Linked DNA regions of Mus musculus: region 2 is linked to region 1. A link is a contact called in public targeted proximity ligation data. All regions are on one chromosome and are shown on one strand. The core of a region is the stretch at or near the end of the contact, and the rest is flanking DNA. Distances in the headings are between cores, read along the strand shown. Region 1 holds the start of Mpeg1 (macrophage expressed gene 1). Region 2 has its middle 33 kb from the start of Cntf.

Region 1 (4,178 bases), core at 1,369-3,868:
GATGTGCTTGAAGCTGTGGCTGGAAACTGTTTCCTTTGGAGACAATTAAGCTGGACTTGGATCCTCTTCTCCATTAAGGACTGTTGCATCTGTTGCTAAGCTTCCAACCAAACTCTCCTGCTCCTCAATTTCCTGGTATTCCTTCTTCTTGTACTTCCGAGTACCATAGATGGCCAAGGTAATGACAACTCCTAGTGCTATGGTGACTCCCAAAGTGATTCCAGCAGCTTCCCCTCCTGACATTCCATTACTGTCCCCATGGATGACTGTCATGGCCCTACGAAGCTCCAGAGGTTCTCCCAGCTTCCACTGGTTGGTCTGAGGATCCTTAATCCAGGATCTGGCAGTCTCACTATTGGTCACTATGACAGTGTTGGTGGCAACCTGGCTCATAAGAGGTGGTTTGGTATAAGGTGGGAGCCTGACAGGGAGCAGGGACCCTCCTGTGAAGATTCCAGCCTTGACACAGTAGGACACTTGGCATCCATCACTGATAACAGCTAGGTGTTGGCTGAAGCCCCCGGGACACTTTTTCAGAGATGGTGCTCTGACGTCTTTAGCTGTATCAGAATTAACCAAGGGGTTCCCCATTATACAACTGAAGAACCCACCAAAGGGGACTGAAAACTTGAACCCCAACTCATAATCCAGGGACACACATACCTTGAGGCTTTCAAACAGGTTCAGTGGGATGTAGCCTGCTGGGCATGACTGTGCATTTGTCATAGGGTTGATGGTCTTGTCAGTGAAGACTCCTCCAAAGAGAAGTCCTGAGTTGTCAGGTACTTGGCCAGCAGCCACACACCAATAAGCCCTAAATTCAGCCTTGGCCACTCTGAACACATCTTCACACACTGTCTTGCAGAAAATCTTGAGGGTGCATTTCTTTTTACATTCCAGACGACTGTAACCCTCTTCATGGGTCTGGGAGAGCAGATGGACAGGGGTGTAGCCAGGGGGACAAGAGAAATCACCTGTGAGCAGGTTCTTCTGCTCCAGGTTTTGGCAAAGAACATCACCTGACAGTTCAGTGCATTCCTGATAAACTCCACCAAAGGTGAAGTTGGTGACTTTCGCATCACAGGAATCATCATCCATATTGGCTTGAAAATTAAAGTTGGGGGAATCAACATTTGTGCATCCTGGGTGAGTGTTAAAAGTGTAATAGTGTCTCACAGCAGTTTCCACTGTCTTCGACAGCTTCTTCACCAAGGGACCTGGCAAGCCAGGTAGCTTGTCAGGTTTAATGAAGAAATGCAGAGGCAAGCCAGCACGGTCTATTGCCACTAGGTGGTTAGTGATGCCCTTCTGCCAGGTTTCTAAGGTGATGCCTGGATAGAAGGGAACCCCTCCAAAACTCTGCACCCTGGAGTTGGTCCTGTTCGACAGGTAGTCCTTCGTCAAACTGGTCTGAGAAATGTAGTCTGTTTCAACTTTGAAGTTCACAATGTTTAAGAAGGCAATCCCTGCAGAAGCGGTCACGGTGTTCTGGCTATTCTGGTTGTCCAGAAGGAAGGAGGACCTTACGTGATCCTCCTGAACCAGTGCAGCCCCAGCATCCACACTAGTGATTACGTGTGTGCCATAGTTGAGGATCAAGAGCTCTGCCAGGTAGGTGGCCATCTTCGTCTGGTTTTTCTCTAGTTGGTCACAGATGTCCATAAGTGCCTTCGTAAACCCCAAGCTGAGCTCTGAAGTTGGGGTGGTTTTCACTGTGTAGATCCGGTTTCTTACCTGAACCCTGGTAGTCACAGCTTGGTCCTTTACTTGAAGGGTCTTCATCCTTTGGAACTCAGTAGAGAACTTGCCGTTGACTCTGGAGAAAAGGGCGAGTTCTGTGTTGATAGAAAGTGAGGTGGTACTCTGGTAATTCATCCAGGACTCCAGGACTTCTGAGTTCATCTCCAGGTTGCTCTCTTTCTGAGGAATAGTATACACTTCATCGGGGATGATGTACTGCCCATCTTCTGTGGTCTTACAGTTGGTGTATGTCAAGTCCATCACCCGTCCCATGTCTACATTTCTCAGATTATCCCAGCCTCCTCCTGGTAGGACCTCCAAGACAGGTAGTTTCAGGGCATTCTTGCATATTTGAAATCCAGTGGTACCCGTTTCTCCAAGAGGCTTGTCTGCTTCAGCACACGCTATTATCATCCAGATGAGGACCAAGGCCATGAAGCTGTTCATGGCGCAGATGGTTTTGGCCATATACCAGCCCTAAGCATTCACCAACAAGACTGGGGCAAACAGAAGGATGGAAAAGAAAGCGGTTGTTGAAACAGAAAATTCTACAGTTCTCCTAAAACCATCAGTTCCTCTTTATGCTGCTCCAATTGCAAAACAGAGAAGTGAAAGCTGGTTGGAATATTAGAGACCATTAGTACCTTGTAAAAATTATTCTACTCTGGATATGCAAAGATACACTCTTCAATCCCCCCCCCCCCACACACACCCTATGTCCCTCACCCTGCCTTTCTTCTACACAGGGGTTTGGCACCCAGTAAAAGTGTGGATTCAACAACTTACCTCTGTCAGAAGGCTCTGTCTGGCTTTTGTTTCACTCTCTTTGACTTCAAAACCTGCCTTTCTCTTCTTTTGTGAAATCACAGTATTAGTTTCTTTTTACTGGAAACGCAGGAGTTAGTAGCAACCTTGTGCTTATTTACATACCCCGCCTCCAGGCTACTCTGTGTCAAGGACAAATCTTAGATGTCTCATTGGTACACTGAAGTTGGGGCCTGCCCCCTGAGAACAAAAGTGTAAAATAATAAATAAATAAATAAATAGATAACCTCAGATGCATGCTTTGTGAGGTCTCATTGTTACAAACTCAAACAGTCCTATTTTGGAGATAGACTTATCTAGGGCTGAACTGCTCAGGAAAGCATTCCGTTTGCTGGGAACCCTCACCCTGAATTGTTCTGGGCATCCTGGGTGAGGGTGAGGGCTTCCACGCTGTTCTGTTTTTCTCCGTTCAGAGAGAAATATTCAAGAGAAGACAAAAGCCACACTACAAATTTGCAAAGTTTGGTTTACTCAAAGCATACAAACGGCCCAGGAGCATCCGTGCTTGTGTCCACACATTTGTCTGATCGTCTCCATGTGTGCAATTTTTAAACTAAGCAGCAACTGACCACACGTTTAACTTTTTCATCCAAAAACTTTTTTGTCAGCAAAGACAGCAAAAAAGGAAACATGCTCTTTATTACATGGGTTAAAAGTACTAAAATTCATTTCTTCTATTGTCAGGAAAACATAATGAGCACTCTTTTCTCAACACCCACCTCTTCTTTTTGTCTAGCAGTGATACTAGCTCCTTTAGATTTGTGATTCAGAGAGGAGTAGTCTGTGCTAGCGATCAAGTATCAGAATTAAGGGAGGCTTAGGTGAATTACACAGTTGTAACACCTGGAGTGTCTTGGTTCATTTAGCAGCAGCCAGGAACTCTATAGCAGATAATAAATCTTCACACAGCACCCTCATAGCACCCCAGATCATTTTAGGAGCAAGATGCAGGGCTAAGACTTTAAAAGCAGAAACATGTTTCAGCCGTGGGTGAAGACTACCACCTGTGTATAGGCTGTGAAGATCTTAACGAACTAAATTATCTCAGGTTGTCATTGAGGAAGCAACAAAGCATTTTTGAAGGACTTGAGCTTCCCTAGCCATGATCCAGGCTCCAGTGGTGTTCTGTAAATCCATAAAAGCCTTAGCATGGTTCTATTCATGCCAAGGTGTTTGGGGAAACTGACTCACACCAGCCTCCAATGAGGAATGAGTTTGTGAACGATGTCCAAGCTATACCAAGTTGGAGAACCCAGCCGAGTCACTGCAGAGGGTGCTCTAGTTCATATATAAGCAGGGTTATGTATTTATACCTCAGGAGACAGCACCTAGAGTTTAAAAGCTGAGACTTGAACGCCCTTGAGTGCTTGCAATAACTCAGTAAGTGCACTCTTCTATTTTAACTGGCTTATGCACACCTATTTGATGACAGGCAGGCTAGCAATTTCTTCTTGTTCTCTCTTTTCTAAATCACGTTGAGGGCTGGGGACGTGGTTATGAGGGTGCAGTGTTTATTGTGCAGGTACTAAGTCCTGAGTTTGGATCCTTAGAACTCGCCTAAAATGTGCACACAGCAGTGCATGCCTGGATCTCCAGTGCTGGAGAATCCCAAG
Region 2 (4,519 bases), core at 1,802-4,301, 270 kb before region 1:
AGCAAGACTGATTCAAAGGAAGAAACTCCCAAGTTGAGTGTGGTACCCTGATATCCCTTCCCATAAGAGAGGAATGCAGTCAGCGCACAGATGTGACACACTCCCCAGCTAGCTTCTGCAGGACTGCAGGAAACCTCTCTTGGAGAACTTTTTGTGAATACTCAAAGAATAAACGGTCTGTGGTACCTCATGACTGTATCCCCAGCACTTGGGAGGCTGAGAACTGTAGCAGCTCAATGAATAAGAAGCACAAGAACAGAGGAACAGGGTAACAGAGCATTTCTGAAATAAACTCAGATTCTTAGGATACTAGGATCAGAGAATAGGAACAGCATGCCCATCACCAGGTGGAATCTGCTTGAACATCTGGAGGTACAGAAAACTCTATCTTCATAGTAAGTAGAAATCAGTCTCTATGATGACTTACTGTCCTGGGAAAATTTTTGGAGTTTGTATTGGTGTGAATGAGAAATCTCTCTATCAGCTGATGTATTTGAACACGTGGTTGCCCCCACATCACCCTTTATGTGCTTCTGGGGAAGGTTAAGGAACTTTTAGGAGGTGGAGCTTTGCTGGAGGAAGCCTGTCACTAGGGGTGAGCTTTGGAAGGATAACCTGGCTCTACTTCCTATTCTCACTTTGCTTCACGTTTGCTGATGAAACGTGACCAGCCAGCTTTCTGCTCCACCCGTTTGCTTTCCTGCCATGGTAACCTCTAACCCTCTGGAATAATAAGTCAAAATAGTCCCTTTCTTCCTTAGGTGATTTGGCCAAGGTGATTTTTGTTTTTGTTTTATTGGTTTTTTTTTTTTTTTTCCACACCACAGGAAAGAAGTAAAACAGAGCCTTAGAAACATCTGCCTTTTTATTTTCAGCTGACAGGGCTCCAGGTAGTTGAAGATTATTCACCATGTAAGTATAATTAACACTCTAATAACAATTACTCTTTAAGCAGTCCTTATTACATGAGAAATGCTGCCACATATTTATAGTAGAACACAAGTTAACCTTTATAGTAGTTTGCTCCTTTTAGGGTTGATGGCACTGAGATAGAGGAGATAATAAGCTTTCTAGAAAACATTAGAATTAGGGTTCCACACAGATTTGTGCAATTTTTGACCATAGCATGCATCATGGATCTAGGGTAGCTAAACTGGAAAAAAGTGAAGCATGTTGGAGAAATACTGACAAGAGAAACTAACACACACTAAGATTTTAAGTTGTGGAGAGTATGAGAAGTTAAAAAAAAAAAAGATTTTGTGAGGGCTATAGAGATACCTCTGCTGATTAAGGACTTGACTCGTAAGCATGAGGTTTGAGTTCCATCCCCAGAACCCACATGATGGTGGCATGATGGTGACATGGAGGCTGACTCTTGGTTCTGGAGCCAGCAGTCTAGCCTTCCTTCGTGGAGAGTTCTGCCAACTATTGTAGAGATCAGTAACACAGAGGAATAAAAGTGATCAAAAATCAAGAGAATAGTTACATAATGTAGGGCATTGGTATTGAAACTAGAATACGATGCAAAATACTGAAGAATAAACAAATTATATTTAAATATACACACACACACACAACAGGAGAAAAAAAATTTCACCAGAGTAAAGTAACCAACAATCAATTATAAGATTGTTTGAAAAATATGCAAAACCAAAAACAAAATGTAAAAGAAATATTTATTTGTGACAGTAATTGTAGTTAGGGCAAAATAAGTAAATAAATAAACAAACAAATAAGTAAGTTTAAGTGGTTGTATGTGAGCTAGCAAGCACATTAAACTATGAGAATAAGAACAAGAATACCTAGTGAATAGACCATTCAACTGAAGAACCACCACCCAAAGCTGTATTTTGCACGCTCATCTAGTGAATGGGCACAACTCCAAAGCCCACATTCAAAAATAGGTGTAGAGCTGAACAGAATTAAAAGGAATATTATGTCAGGAATTCCCAGCAACAATTTTAAGTTTGACAGTTACCTTTGAGGATCCACAGAGCTCAGCGCTGCTGGCTTAATCATCGTGACTACAGTGTAAGGACACAGACTATTAAAATCAGCAAAATGCAGGTAAGAAGCCAGCTCTGTTCTCCCTGGGAGAACACACAGTCCGTGCTTCATTCTCCTACTGTGACTGTGTGACAACACACGGGCAATGTAGTTGGGCAGAGAATCTTACCTGAAACTAGGCATCTAGACTTTTTACTGGAGTCATTCATAGAGATTTAGGTGACTAATCTCCAGTCACCAATTTCAGCTCCACCCTACAGGTCAAAGTAATCTAGGATAGCTCAGGGTCTTCTGCGATAGAAAACAGGGTTCAACCATTGTAAATCACATTGTTAGCATAAATTATCTGATGTGTGACCAAGATAACTCAGTAAGTCAATAGATTCGACAGGGAGGGAGGGAGGGAGGATTCAAAAGAAAAAGACAATTAGACAACACTATAACAGGACCCCAGCCAGTTCTGAAGCTGAAGAGGCTTTTGTTTTTTGTCTGCTTTTATATCATTCTAGGTACATACAAAGAAGATAATCAGTCCTAAGGCATAAACCAAGTAGTTAAAGAACACAGAAAGCATAAACAAAGATCCCTTGATTACTGTATTTAGGGTCTTAACAAGACCCATCAAGATAGAAAGAACACATTCCTCAACCTTATTCACCTTGAGCCTACTTCCTTGTCCTAGCCCAATGTCAAATTCCTTCCAAATTCCTAGAAGGCGGAATCAAGAGTTCCCCACAGGTGTGGATCAACTTCTCAGGTAAATAAAGACATCGTTCTCAGTCAGGATATTCCAAGAATTCAGCAGGACTTGGCTGAGAGATGAGAATTCTCTTGCTTTATTTACTCTTCACTCGGGTTGTGTTTTCTTCTTCAGGGAGTACCAAATATTAGCGCCCCAGAGGGCTACAGACTGTCCTGGTAGCATCTACAGGTCAAGTCTCACACTCCATGAATTGAGACTGCCAGAGTCTCAATATGGGATGAGAACCTGTAGTCACTCTGGAAGAGCTGGGTCGACTGAAAGGACAAGCATGAAGAGAGTGCTTCCGCAATTAGAGGGAAGCAGATTAAAGAAACAGTTGAAACCTACACTATCAATTGGGCATAACTGCTTCACAGTAGTGCAGTCAATTCAGTAGGTACAAATGAAAGTCAGAACACAATGAAAGCACACACTTTTACCATAGACTATCTGTTTTGGTTGTTTGAATGAGAATGTTCTGCATAGGCTCATATACTTGAATGCTTGGAATCCTGCCAGTGGAACGATTTGGGGAAAGATTGAATCTAGCATGAATCCTGAAGTAAAGGCCCTACACTTTGCAGTAGTCTTTTGTAAATAGTCAGTGATTGTTATCTGAGGTTTATGGAGTTGCTCTTCTGAAGGATTCACAGAGCCTTTGCAAATCTCAATCCCAAGACATACCTGGCAAACCAAGAAGTCTCCTATAGCTGAGAATTGCTTAGGGAAAGGTTCCTTTAGGCAGCAACCAGATCAGGTTTCAGAATGTGTAAATTGACTTGCTAAAAGTACCCTTTGTGTAACAGTGAAAAGGCTCATCAATTTGAGTTCCTCAGAGGCTGATCTACCTACTGCAAAGAGCTACATTGTCTCTTTTTTTGACTGGTCGACTGTCTGGCACAACCTAGAACAATGATATTTGACACCCAATGTTGTGGGTGAAAAAGGGGGTCCTGACAATTCAGGACTGGAGATAAAGCTGGGCATAGTGGTGCATGCCTTTAATCCCAGCACTTGTAGGCAGAGGCAGGTAGATTTCTGAGTTCGAGGCCAGCCTGGTCTACAAAGTGAGTTCCAGGACAGCCAGGGCTATACAGAGAGTAACCCTGTCTTGGAAAAAAAGAAAAAAGAAAAAAACCACCACCACCACCAACAACAACAAAAAAGTACTCTCAAAGAGTAAGTGGTAGTCCAGGATTGGGCAGGGTCATGGGGAATCCCCATTTCACAAGCAGCATGAGTTATGAGATCCGTAGAGTTGTTAAAATGCTAGTTAAAAAGAAAAGCATTAACTGCACATTTATGGCAAATATTGCAGATACAAATAGGAAGGCTCCTGAGACAAGAATAAATCAAAAGGGGAAATGTTTACTCAAGGCCTGCAAATAGAGAAGCTCCAAAAACAAAAAAAAAAACATAAAAGCAGAGAAAAAGCTTCTTCTTGGTAGAAATAGAGGAAGGAAAAAGGCTCTTCCTGAAAGAAAAGGGACAGTAGTTATTAGTTGGGAACCAACAGATGTGACAAATCTGAAGCCAGTTTAAAAAGCTGTGGTATCATATAAAATGATTCATCCTATGTAAGAGAGAATTTAAATAACTGAGCTACTCAAATAGAATTATTCCAAACAACTGGGAGGAACTAATAGCAGCTAGAACACAGAGCTCTAGGCCTGAGAGTTGTATATCAGCTCTTTTGGCCAAAGGCTTCCCCAGAACAGAGCAGCAACACTTGAATTCCAAAGAATGGTGGGCTGGGCTCCAGTGCTGCAG

Evidence for each region.
Region 2: a contact with region 1 is called in a targeted proximity ligation map of embryonic stem cells, with 3 times the contacts expected there. A contact is called at or near these places in 3 of 39 promoter capture datasets (liver, pre-B cells and stem cell-derived epiblast-like cells) and 2 of 130 datasets of targeted methods (the NIH/3T3 cell line and embryonic stem cells).

Annotation. Positions count from the first base shown.
Region 1 is chr19:12,459,210-12,463,387 of GRCm38.p6, reverse strand. It overlaps Mpeg1 (macrophage expressed gene 1), which reads right to left and starts at 2,618. Exons shown (of 2, transcript NM_001374668.1): 1 at 2,527-2,618; 2 at 1-2,237. The coding sequence starts at 2,187. The coding sequence ends at 46.
Region 2 is chr19:12,730,278-12,734,796 of GRCm38.p6, reverse strand. No RefSeq gene overlaps it. Among named protein-coding and RNA genes, the nearest start is that of Cntf, 33 kb to the left of the region's middle.